Regions from separate parts of the Mus musculus genome. Here region 1 is linked to region 2. Evidence: chromatin contacts called from public promoter capture Hi-C data. All regions are on one chromosome and are shown on one strand. Each heading gives the region's core, a stretch centred on a gene start, on an enhancer-like site or on the middle of the called end of the contact. The rest is flanking DNA. Distances are from core to core; before and after follow the strand shown. Region 1 overlaps Ergic1 (endoplasmic reticulum-golgi intermediate compartment (ERGIC) 1). Region 2 has its middle 78 kb from the start of Neurl1b.

Region 1 (4,956 bases), core at 1,382-3,881, 280 kb before region 2:
GCCACTGGCCCGGCCCCGTGGTCAGACTGGCCTCCTCACACAGGCAATGGGCCCTGCTCAACTCCTCAAGATCTCTTTGATGCAGAGGTTGCCCTGGAAGAGGACTGCATGCTGGTGGGCAAGGTGCTTTGCCTGCTTGAATGCCGTGCACGCTAGAATCCCAGATCCACACTGAACATCTGGGAGATCCTATGTGACCGCCTGACTTCTCTCACTGAACATCTGGGAGATCCCATGTGACCGCCTGACTTCTCTCACTGAACATCTGGGAGATCCCATGTGACCACCTGACTTCTCTCTCACATTAGTGAACCAAAGACTGAACTTGGCACAGCTTGCCACAGGTCTGGCCCTCTCTGTCTGTAGCCAGCGTCCATCTTGGGAGTTGTCAGCTTTACAACAGGGTGAGAGTGGGCTCCCTCACCAGAAACCATACGGCAGTTTGGCCTCTCTTCCCAGGTTACTGACAGGCACGGTCCTGTCCTGCTGCTGGCCAGTGGCAGAGGGCCATTGCTCCTGGTCAGCATGCGGTCTCCATAGGGACAGCCAGCACAGCACCAGGCCGAGCTGAGGTGTGCCACACACTGGAATGGACTTCCATTTCTATTTCTGCTCTTTTGAACTAACAGCAGCATTGCTGTGACACAGGGCTGTAGATAACAGTGGAAAAGCATCTCCATCCATGTCCATCTGTCTGTCTGCCGCCTGTCTAATTTCCTATCTGTCTTCAGGGAAGGAAGGACAATCATTTTTGAGCACCTACTATTTATATGCCCAGGGTGGTACATTAACAAACTACCCCACCATGACACCATGGTGCCAGCCTGATGGTGGCTCTGGGGTAGAAACGCAGGCTGAGCGACAAGGAACTGGGACCCCCCCTATCCTCTATGGTTAAGCCCCTAGAAAGACTCCTGAGAACCTGGGCTGCAAGGGTAAGATGGGATACCCCCAAACTGCCTGATGAGTCTGTAGCTACAGAGATGGGGACTGGAATACTCATAACCTCTGCCCCACGTTGATGAAGCTGTATAGAGATGGCATTTAGAGGCTTTACTTTGGGGAGAAATAGAGAATGTGTGCATATTATAAACAAGAAAAAGTTTCAGCTGGGCATATAAGCACATGTAACTATTAAACATCATGTATTAATAATTACATAATATAGTATAAGTACTATATTATACACACACACACACACACACACACACACACACACACACACACACACAAGTATTTATTGGCCAGCCTAGTGGCCACATCTATAAGCCTAGAATTCAAGAGCAGAGGTGGGAAGGACTGGCCGAATTTTAAGCCTAGCCTAGACTACACAGCAAGTTCCAGGCTAGCCAAGACTCTCACTCAAAGTCAAAACAGAAGAAAAAGTGTATATACATATACATATATATATATGTATATATATATATATATATATGCAGATATACATACTTTAAGGCCCTTTTTGTTCTAAATTAATAACAGCATGACAGATACCCCCTTTCAGCCATGCTTCAAATACTCAGCAACAGTTAACAGTTTGGTCCCAGACAGTGGCCTTGGTCTGTACTGTCCACGGCATGGAGATTAAGCTCAAATATCCTTTCCAGCTGGGGGATGAAGCTGGGGGAAGCTCAGATACCAAGCCAGCCCCTGGCTCCTGCTCTCCTGCCTACACTGGTAGTTACTGCCTCTTGGGGAAGAACCTGCAGCAGGCGAAGCCTCCTGCAGTCGGACCTTGTGCCTTTCTGTCCAGTGCCACCCAGGACCCACATTTCAGTGCCATTCTGTCCACACCAGCCCCAGCGGACGCGGCAGTGAGTGTACGGCACAGGAGGTTTTCTGAGGCTCATTGCTGCTGACTTTAGAATAAATGACAGTCTTCTGGCTGCTGTTACTGCTTCACACCTGCAGATACACCCCAAAGTCCTAACTACCCACTCTGCAGTAGGGGAATGAGATTGGGGAGGCCTTTCTCTGAGATCTGTGTGCTTCCCTCCGCAAGGCTTGGCACAAAGCCCGGGTAACCCAGCAGGTAAACAGGATAACTCAGTGGGGTCCAATGGCCCTGTCCCCACCCGTACTTATGGTGGGTGCACCTGACTCCTGTCTCAGACAGAGGAACCAGAGGTGAGGTCTTGGTACCACTGTGGCCTCAGGGCCTAACATTGCTGGCTCAGAGAAGGCACAGAAAAAAAATATTTATTGAATAACTGAAAGAGTGAGAAACCATGAAAGCAGGGAGGAAGTATTCCAAGCAAGACCTTCAGCTCTCAAAGGCTGGATGAAGGCTTTCAGTCCATGTTTGGGCAAGGCTTGGAGGCTCTCTGACTCCAGACTCAGGCCCTGGGAAGTTGGAATGTGACCCCAGCAGAGGCTTGCTAGTAGAAGCCAGGTGTTGCCAAGTTGAAGGAGTCAAGCTTGAGACCCTTATATCCCAGGAGAAAGTCAAGGAGTCCCTCTGAGGTCGAAAGAGCCTTGTAGGGCAGGAAACAAAATCCATAGGCTGACGTTCAAGCCCCAGAATTTCGCTGTCTCCTTCAGCTATTAATAGCAACCATCCCACAGCATAATGCAATGGCGCAGGCCTGAATTGGCCTGCCTGGCTTGGCTGCCTGAGCCTCAAGGACAAAGACCGAAGCCCATTCATCAGCACGGTCCCGGCTTGGCACAGGGTCTGGCCCTAGGTCCAGCTTAATAAATATTTGTGTACTAAATGGTAGCTAAGGGCTGGCTTCTCATGCCTCAGATCTTCCCCTCATGTAAGGAAAAGCTCATCAAACCACATTCCTGAGGGCTGCATTCCAGGCAGAATTTTCTAAACAGTGACAAATGCACGTCCCCTTTGACTCAGTGTCCCTAAGCCCTGGAGAGCTACCTCATAGTGACACTACAGAAGATTCAAAAACATGACAAGGACATTTGTGTGACAATAGGCTAGAATCAGGCTGGCCACCCATGATGCCACAGGAGATAGCTGGATAGAAGGCAGAGCTGTTGGTGGAGGTGGGAGAGGTGTGTCCAGCAACAGAGACAAGGGAGCCGGGCATGGCACAGCTGGTCCCTGAGCAGGACAATGTGCAGTACCTCCTGGAATACCTGATTGTTCAACAGGTTAGGTAACGACTGGAGAGAGATCTGCAGGGAGTGGGGACTGCTATGTGGTGGCACGGAGGGGGCCACGTTTCTCATAGACTAAGAAAGTCTTTTTTCCTGGGGCTGGGGGTGGAGGGACTTGCCCCAGGACACATAGGCGCTAACCAAGAGGATGAAGCCATTTCTTCCTCACAGGAAAGCCTGCAAATACCCAGGAAGAGCCATCTTTTCCTCACAACGGGAGAAGGTGCCTGCTGCTTTAAGAAACCCAGCTGGAAAGAGCGTTAGAGACAGCTGGAGTTGCAGGGATCCCCAAAGGTCACCAATCTACCTGAGAATGTAGACTCCAGGCTGACAGCCTGGCCTCCATTCACACAGCAAGGCTGGACCAGTTGTGAGGCTCTCTGCCCCATACCAAGCATGCAGGGGGCATCCAAGACCTAATCCCAACTGCCCCTCCTGTAAGCAGTGACATTTTAGATGAGTCACTTCCCTTCCCCAAGCATCTGAGGTGTGAAGCCAAAGCCTACCCACTTCCTTGCTGGTGACTTTGGTTTGTTCTAAATATTTGGGGAAGGGGTGAGGGGTGTTTTCTGTTGTGGAACAGCAATCAGTGCAAAGCCAGGACAGTGCCTGCACAGCTTCTCCTGGATGCCCTGTTCACATCTGACGTAACCATGGTACTCGGTCACCCTTTGTCAGTGTGGAGGGATCCACACTGTTGCATGCTCCTAACTCGGCCACAGGTTTCACCAGCTTCCAGAAAGGCTGTTTCTAGGCAGGAACAAATTCTGGCTCCTACCCTGAGTTTCCTCCTCCTGAGCCCTTCTGTAATTTACCCTTCCCTCTTCCCTCCGCTCCCCTCAGCTTTGCTCCTCTAGCAGCATACAGGCCAGGTATCTGGCAGAAGACCTCCCAGGCTGGGACCCTGCTGCTCTGTCACATTCGCCAGGGTGGTAACTTAGTGGGAAAGATCCCTCAGTGGCAAGGCACATCTTACATCAGGCGTTCATTCATCCACTCGACCAATCGAGGTGGTGCCAACTTCCCTCCCACAGCCGAGCTGCCATCTGCAGGTTTCCCTACAGGAAAGCTACCATCTTACACTTCTAATCTCTTTTCTGTGGAAGTGAGTTGCTACAGCCGCCTCACACTTGAGGGAGAGGGAGGGAGGGGTATTCACAGGGTCACCAGAGTTCTTGAGTGAGTTCGTCTCCTCCCCAGTTCATTTATGACAGGCTCAAAGGCCTTTCCCCTAATTCTTTGGGTTCTAGTCCACCAGAGTCATGCTCCAGTTTGAGTCCTTGGGTCCTTTTGTCCTGCTGACATGACGCGAAACTCTCTTCCTTGCCTGGGGTTGCAAATGGCCACTTTTCTGAGATGTCCTAGTTCCTCTAATTGAACTAAGTTAGAGTGAGTTTGTGATTTCTTTTAGTGGCTAAAATTATTAACAATTCAAATCATTTCAAAAGCAGGAAGGTAAAGCAAGCCTCCCTCCCATACCTCGGATCTGCTTGCTTGGACTTTTTTTTGTTCGCTTGTTGTTGTCTGTCTGTCTGTTTGTTTGTTTGTTTGTTTTGGACAGGGTTTCTCTGTGTAGCCCTGGATGCCCTGGAACTCACTCTGTAGACCAGGCTGGCCTCGAACTCAGAAATCCACCTGCCTCTGCCTCCCAAATGCTGGATTAAAGAGATTTAAGTCATAGGCCACCACTACCTGGCTACTTTTAAAATTTTTGTATTTAATATACTGCTATTATTGATGATGATGAGTGTGTGTGTGTGTGTGTGTGTGTGTGTGTGTGTGTGTGTGTGTGTGTTTGTGTGCGCGCGTGTGTGCGCGCACGCCTTTCCACCATGGGTT
Region 2 (4,508 bases), core at 1,846-4,345:
TCCTTAGGCGTGTCAGAAAGAATTAAAACTGACAATGCTCTGGCTTCTCAAGGTTTTGCATTCAATGGGGCATAGAGCATAGAGCGGGAATTCCATATAACCCCCAAGGTCAGGCTATCATAGAAAGGACTTGTCAAAACCTTAAGGTACAACTTCAGAGATTAAAATCTAGTGGTCATTACTACTCGCCTCATCAATGACTAAGCCATGATTTATTTACCATTAATCACCTTAATACAGATGATAAAGGCTTTACCCCTATGCAAAGGCATTGGGCTCCCCTACAGCAGACTGTTACTCGTTTAGTGATGTGGAAGGATCTTTTAACAGGCGCCTGGGAAGGGCCAGATGTGTTAATCACCTGGGGAAGAGGATACGCATGTGTCTTTCCACAGACTGCAGAGACCCCAATCTGCATCCCAGGCAGACTTATTCGACCCTTCCACCAGAAAACCTCTACAAGAACCCAGAAGCAAAAGAAGGCAAAAGAAGTCATGAAGAAAATGAAGAAGCTTGATCTCTCTTCTTCACAGGCAGCTTCGGCTCCTCCTGAACTGTCATCGACCACAGGGATAGATCCACCCACTTGGGGACAACTGAAGAAACTCACCCAGAGAGCACAACAAATAATCTCTGATACCGGGAAACCACCATCAGCAGAAAATATGCTTTGCTTGCTGAGGTTGCTATGCAGGTATGCTGTGCCTCCGCAACCTCGTCTTGGGCCTATGTTCCCCACCCTCCACTTCTTCATCCTGTGGGTTGGGGAGATAATGTGCGTATCAGGGTCATGACTGATAATACTGAGCTGCTGGGGGACACGCTGAGTTCCCCCATTTGACTTCCTCTGTAATTAAATATGAGGGAATGTCAGACTCTGCCCCAATCTGTGTTACTTTAAGGGGATCCCCACCATGGGCTGCCTTCCCATTAGTTATAAAACTTTTCTTCTGAAGCTCCAGATAGACCCTGGCACCCCCCGAATCGTAAAAGATTAATGTGGGAGCTTTCAATAATGATTTTGTGTTATTATAACTATAATGAAATCTCTAAGGGCCAAAAGAACCTATGCCTCTGAAAGAATGTCCACAAGAATATCGGGACAATGATAAATTGTGGGTATCCTTGCTTTCAGGTGATAGTCCAAGATGGCTTAAATGTGGATTTAATTTTTGGGGCTTCAGTACATGATCCTTGGAAAACTCAAGAAAAAGTTTATGGTTATTCCATAGTCTCACCATTTTATGATTATAGGAAACAATTAACTAATGAGTTACAGCTCTTTCACGGATATAGGCCTGACACATTTACGAATGAGTCTGTTAATAGCTGGTTTACTGCAGGATGGGTGGAACCTATTTATGTCAGTCATTCTCTTTCACATAATATTTCTAATGTTTTTTCAGGGTTATTTAGACTTTTTGCTGCAACTAACATGGTTCTTTTTTTTTTAAAGCCTAAGGAATCTAAGAGCACTCCTTTGGCAATTAGGTCTAATTGCCTAAACTATCCTTATGGTATGCTCGCTGGCCAGTCCTCAGATTTAAAAATTATTAAAGTAAAACGATCTCATCAGGTCAGCTGTTCCAAATGTAGTCTAACTAACTGTGTTGATCCCATTTCAATGAAGAATTATTCAGTTATTTTGGTAACCCCACACCCTACTGGGGTGGTCTGTGGCACTTTGTAGCAGAAATAGGTTTGGGGCTCAGTGATCTGGCTCCAGAGCCTAAGGTTTAATCCCCAAATAATTGTTCTGGCTTTGTCAAGGTATAGAATGAACTCTGCCGCTCTTCTTTGGGAGTAGCAGCATGGTAGCTGTGTACAAAAGCCTCTTCAGTGCCAAGGCCGGCGCTTGATCAGTTTTGTATCAATTTGGTACAACCTAGAATCATCTAAGAAGAGGAACCTCAATTGAGAAAATGCCTCCATAAAACTGAGCTATAGGAAGGCCTGTAGGGTATTTTCTCAATTAGTGATTGATGTGGAGGGCCCAGACAATGGTGAATGGTGCCACCCCTGGGCTGGTGGTCCTCAGCAATATAAGAAAGCAGGCTGAGCAAACCGTGAGGAATAAGCTAGCTATCCATGGTCTCTGCATCAGCTCCTGCCTCCAGGCTCCTCTTGTGTTTCAGTTCCTACCGTGGCTTCTCTCAACGGACTGTGACTCAGGATATGTAAGACAAATAAACACAAGTTGCTTTGGTCATGGTGCTTCATCACAGCCATGACAACCCTAAGACACAGACCACCATAGGAAACCACGAAGATTGAGTTCTAATTGGGAACCGGGAATTGAAAATACTTCTGTCTTAATTAGGGTTTTACTGCTGTGAACAGACACCATGACCAAGGCAAGTCTTAGAAGGACAACATTTAATTGGGTCTGACTTACAGGTTCAGAGGCTCAGTTCATTATCATCAAAGCAGGAACACGGCAGCATCCAGGCAGGCACGGTGCCAGAGGAGCTGAGAGTTCCACATCTTCATCTGAAGGCTGCTCGTGGAAGACTGACCTCCAGGCATTGAAGATGAGGGTCTTAAGCCCACACCCACAGTGACAAACCTACTCTAACAAGGTCACACTTCCTAATAGTGGCACTCCCTGGGCCAATCATCTACAAACCATCACAGCTTCCAAACATGAAGTGCAAGAGGAAGACCCACACCATAAAGCTTTGTTTCCTGCACACCTATTTTTAAAGTGTATAACATTATCTCCAGTGCTGCTTGTATAAGGTACACATGAAGCATGTTTGGACATGGGTCCACTCCCCAATATGCTCCATTAAGTGAGTGAGAATATGAAATTTGAACTACTTCTGATCCCAAGCATTTTGGATGAGGGATGCTCAGCCTGTCTTCCTGTTTTATAGAAGGTGCACCCAAAGCCGAATCCACTGTCTTCTTTGTGCTCACTGTGAGCCCTGCCCTGCAATGGACTGTGTATCTCATCTTCTAGTCTCAGGGCTGTTCCCAGATCTTCTCTTGTCCCTAATGCCCAGCAATGGAGATTGTGCCATGGTGGTTGCTGTCTGCCAGTGTCTTTGCCCCTCGCCTAGGCTTGGAGAGATGGTTGCTGCAATATGTGATGAGTCACATCTGTCTACTGATGCCAGCTGACATGTTTCCCAGATCCCATAGCCTGTCAAAGGACCATATCTGAGACACAAGATAAATAAGGGACAGAGAGAAACAGATGTCCTTCCAAATCATTTCATCACTAGAGCTGAGACATTGGGGATCTTGAGTGCTGGGCAGTAGAGGTATGGGGTTGAGAGTCTAGATTTCCAGGGGCCCCTTGGCAGCCAGAGTAACAGTAGTGTTCTAATCAGGCCATGCCCTGGGGATGACCTGACTGGATTCTTGGTCACCAACATCCTCCAGTCTACACTGCAATCAGCCAACCCAGTGCCCTTTTGATACACTATACAGCAGCTATACTTACCCTTACTCTGCAAGAATCAAAGGACCAAACAACGCATCCAAAGCAACTCCGCCCTTGCTGTGGTATGCATGTTAGTAGACAAATGGTCTGAGCTGAGCAGCCAGTACACTGGGAGGGGGTGACAAGCCTGAACCGAAGCCACTGTGGGGAAGCCCTGGTTCTGCTAAACTCCCACACCCAGCTGTCCCAACCACAGACACAGACTAAAGGCCTGTACCTCCAGTTTTCTTGGGGATCCCTTGTCCTAGGCACTTGAGGAAAGCAGCCTTAATGCTGCAACTCCACAACTCCATGCTGGCCATGTGCCAGCCAGCTGGGGTGTGGAGTAATTGTGATGCTACAGGGAATGTGGCCACCACAGCCCAAAGGATGACCCAGAAAAGCCCCCAGGACTGGCATGTTGGGGGCACATTGTAAAGGCCAGAACAGGTAAGGAACCCGTTGTTTGTTCCTTCCTAACCCTGCCTTCATTGCCCTGTCTCATGGGACCTCCTGCCCTTTCAAAGTGTGGTCCATAAAGTCTTGAACTGTGGAGGTTGATCAGGCTTCTTTCCCTTACTCTTTGCAGTTCTTTTCCTTCCTTTCCCTGCCCCACTTATGTGGGCAGACCTGTGACCCATTTAGACATAGAGCCCGCTCAAAGTCATCTGGAGGTTTTGCTTGAAAAACACTGAATAGAGAAGATGAGTGGGTCCTTCTAGGGGGAGAATAATTACAGAGTTGGGGTTTTGGGATCGCTGTTGATGACGTCATGGTATAAAGCCCTCACCGTGCCTAAAGAATGAATTCTGAGGTTTGGGGTTCTTTTGTGAATGGAGTCATACTTTGTATCCTTCTGTGTCTTGTTTCATTGCATTTTCATTCAGCATGTGTGAGGTCATCCAAAGGACTATGAACAGTTACAGTAATTCATCTGCATCCTATGGAGATGCTACAGAGTGTCCACGACATCTTTAAAGCCTGTGTGGGTGGTTTCAGGCTGCTGCACTGCCACAATGAGATCACAGGCTCTTGGGCATCCTTTTCTTCTACCTCCCAGGAAATGAATGGAGCAATAGCA

The links. Capture Hi-C pulls out chosen DNA fragments and counts their contacts.
Region 1: a contact with region 2 is called in a promoter capture Hi-C map of adipose tissue. The contact joins two enhancer-like sites. A contact is called at or near these places in 1 of 484 Hi-C or Micro-C datasets (embryonic retina) and 1 of 9 other capture datasets (adipose tissue).

The regions. Positions count from the first base shown.
Region 1 is chr17:26,609,181-26,614,136 of GRCm38.p6, reverse strand. The region is part of intron 2 of Ergic1 (endoplasmic reticulum-golgi intermediate compartment (ERGIC) 1); the gene reads right to left. Among named protein-coding and RNA genes, the nearest start is that of Gm41553, 30 kb to the left of the region's middle. Within about 2 kb of position 2,631, at least 83 of the 459 cell types and tissues checked have an H3K27ac peak or open chromatin away from gene starts, as enhancers often do. A contact at or near this core is called in adipose tissue, where this site is marked.
Region 2 is chr17:26,334,853-26,339,360 of GRCm38.p6, reverse strand. No RefSeq gene overlaps it. Among named protein-coding and RNA genes, the nearest start is that of Neurl1b, 78 kb to the left of the region's middle. Within about 2 kb of position 3,095, at least 8 of the 459 cell types and tissues checked have an H3K27ac peak or open chromatin away from gene starts, as enhancers often do. A contact at or near this core is called in adipose tissue, where this site is marked.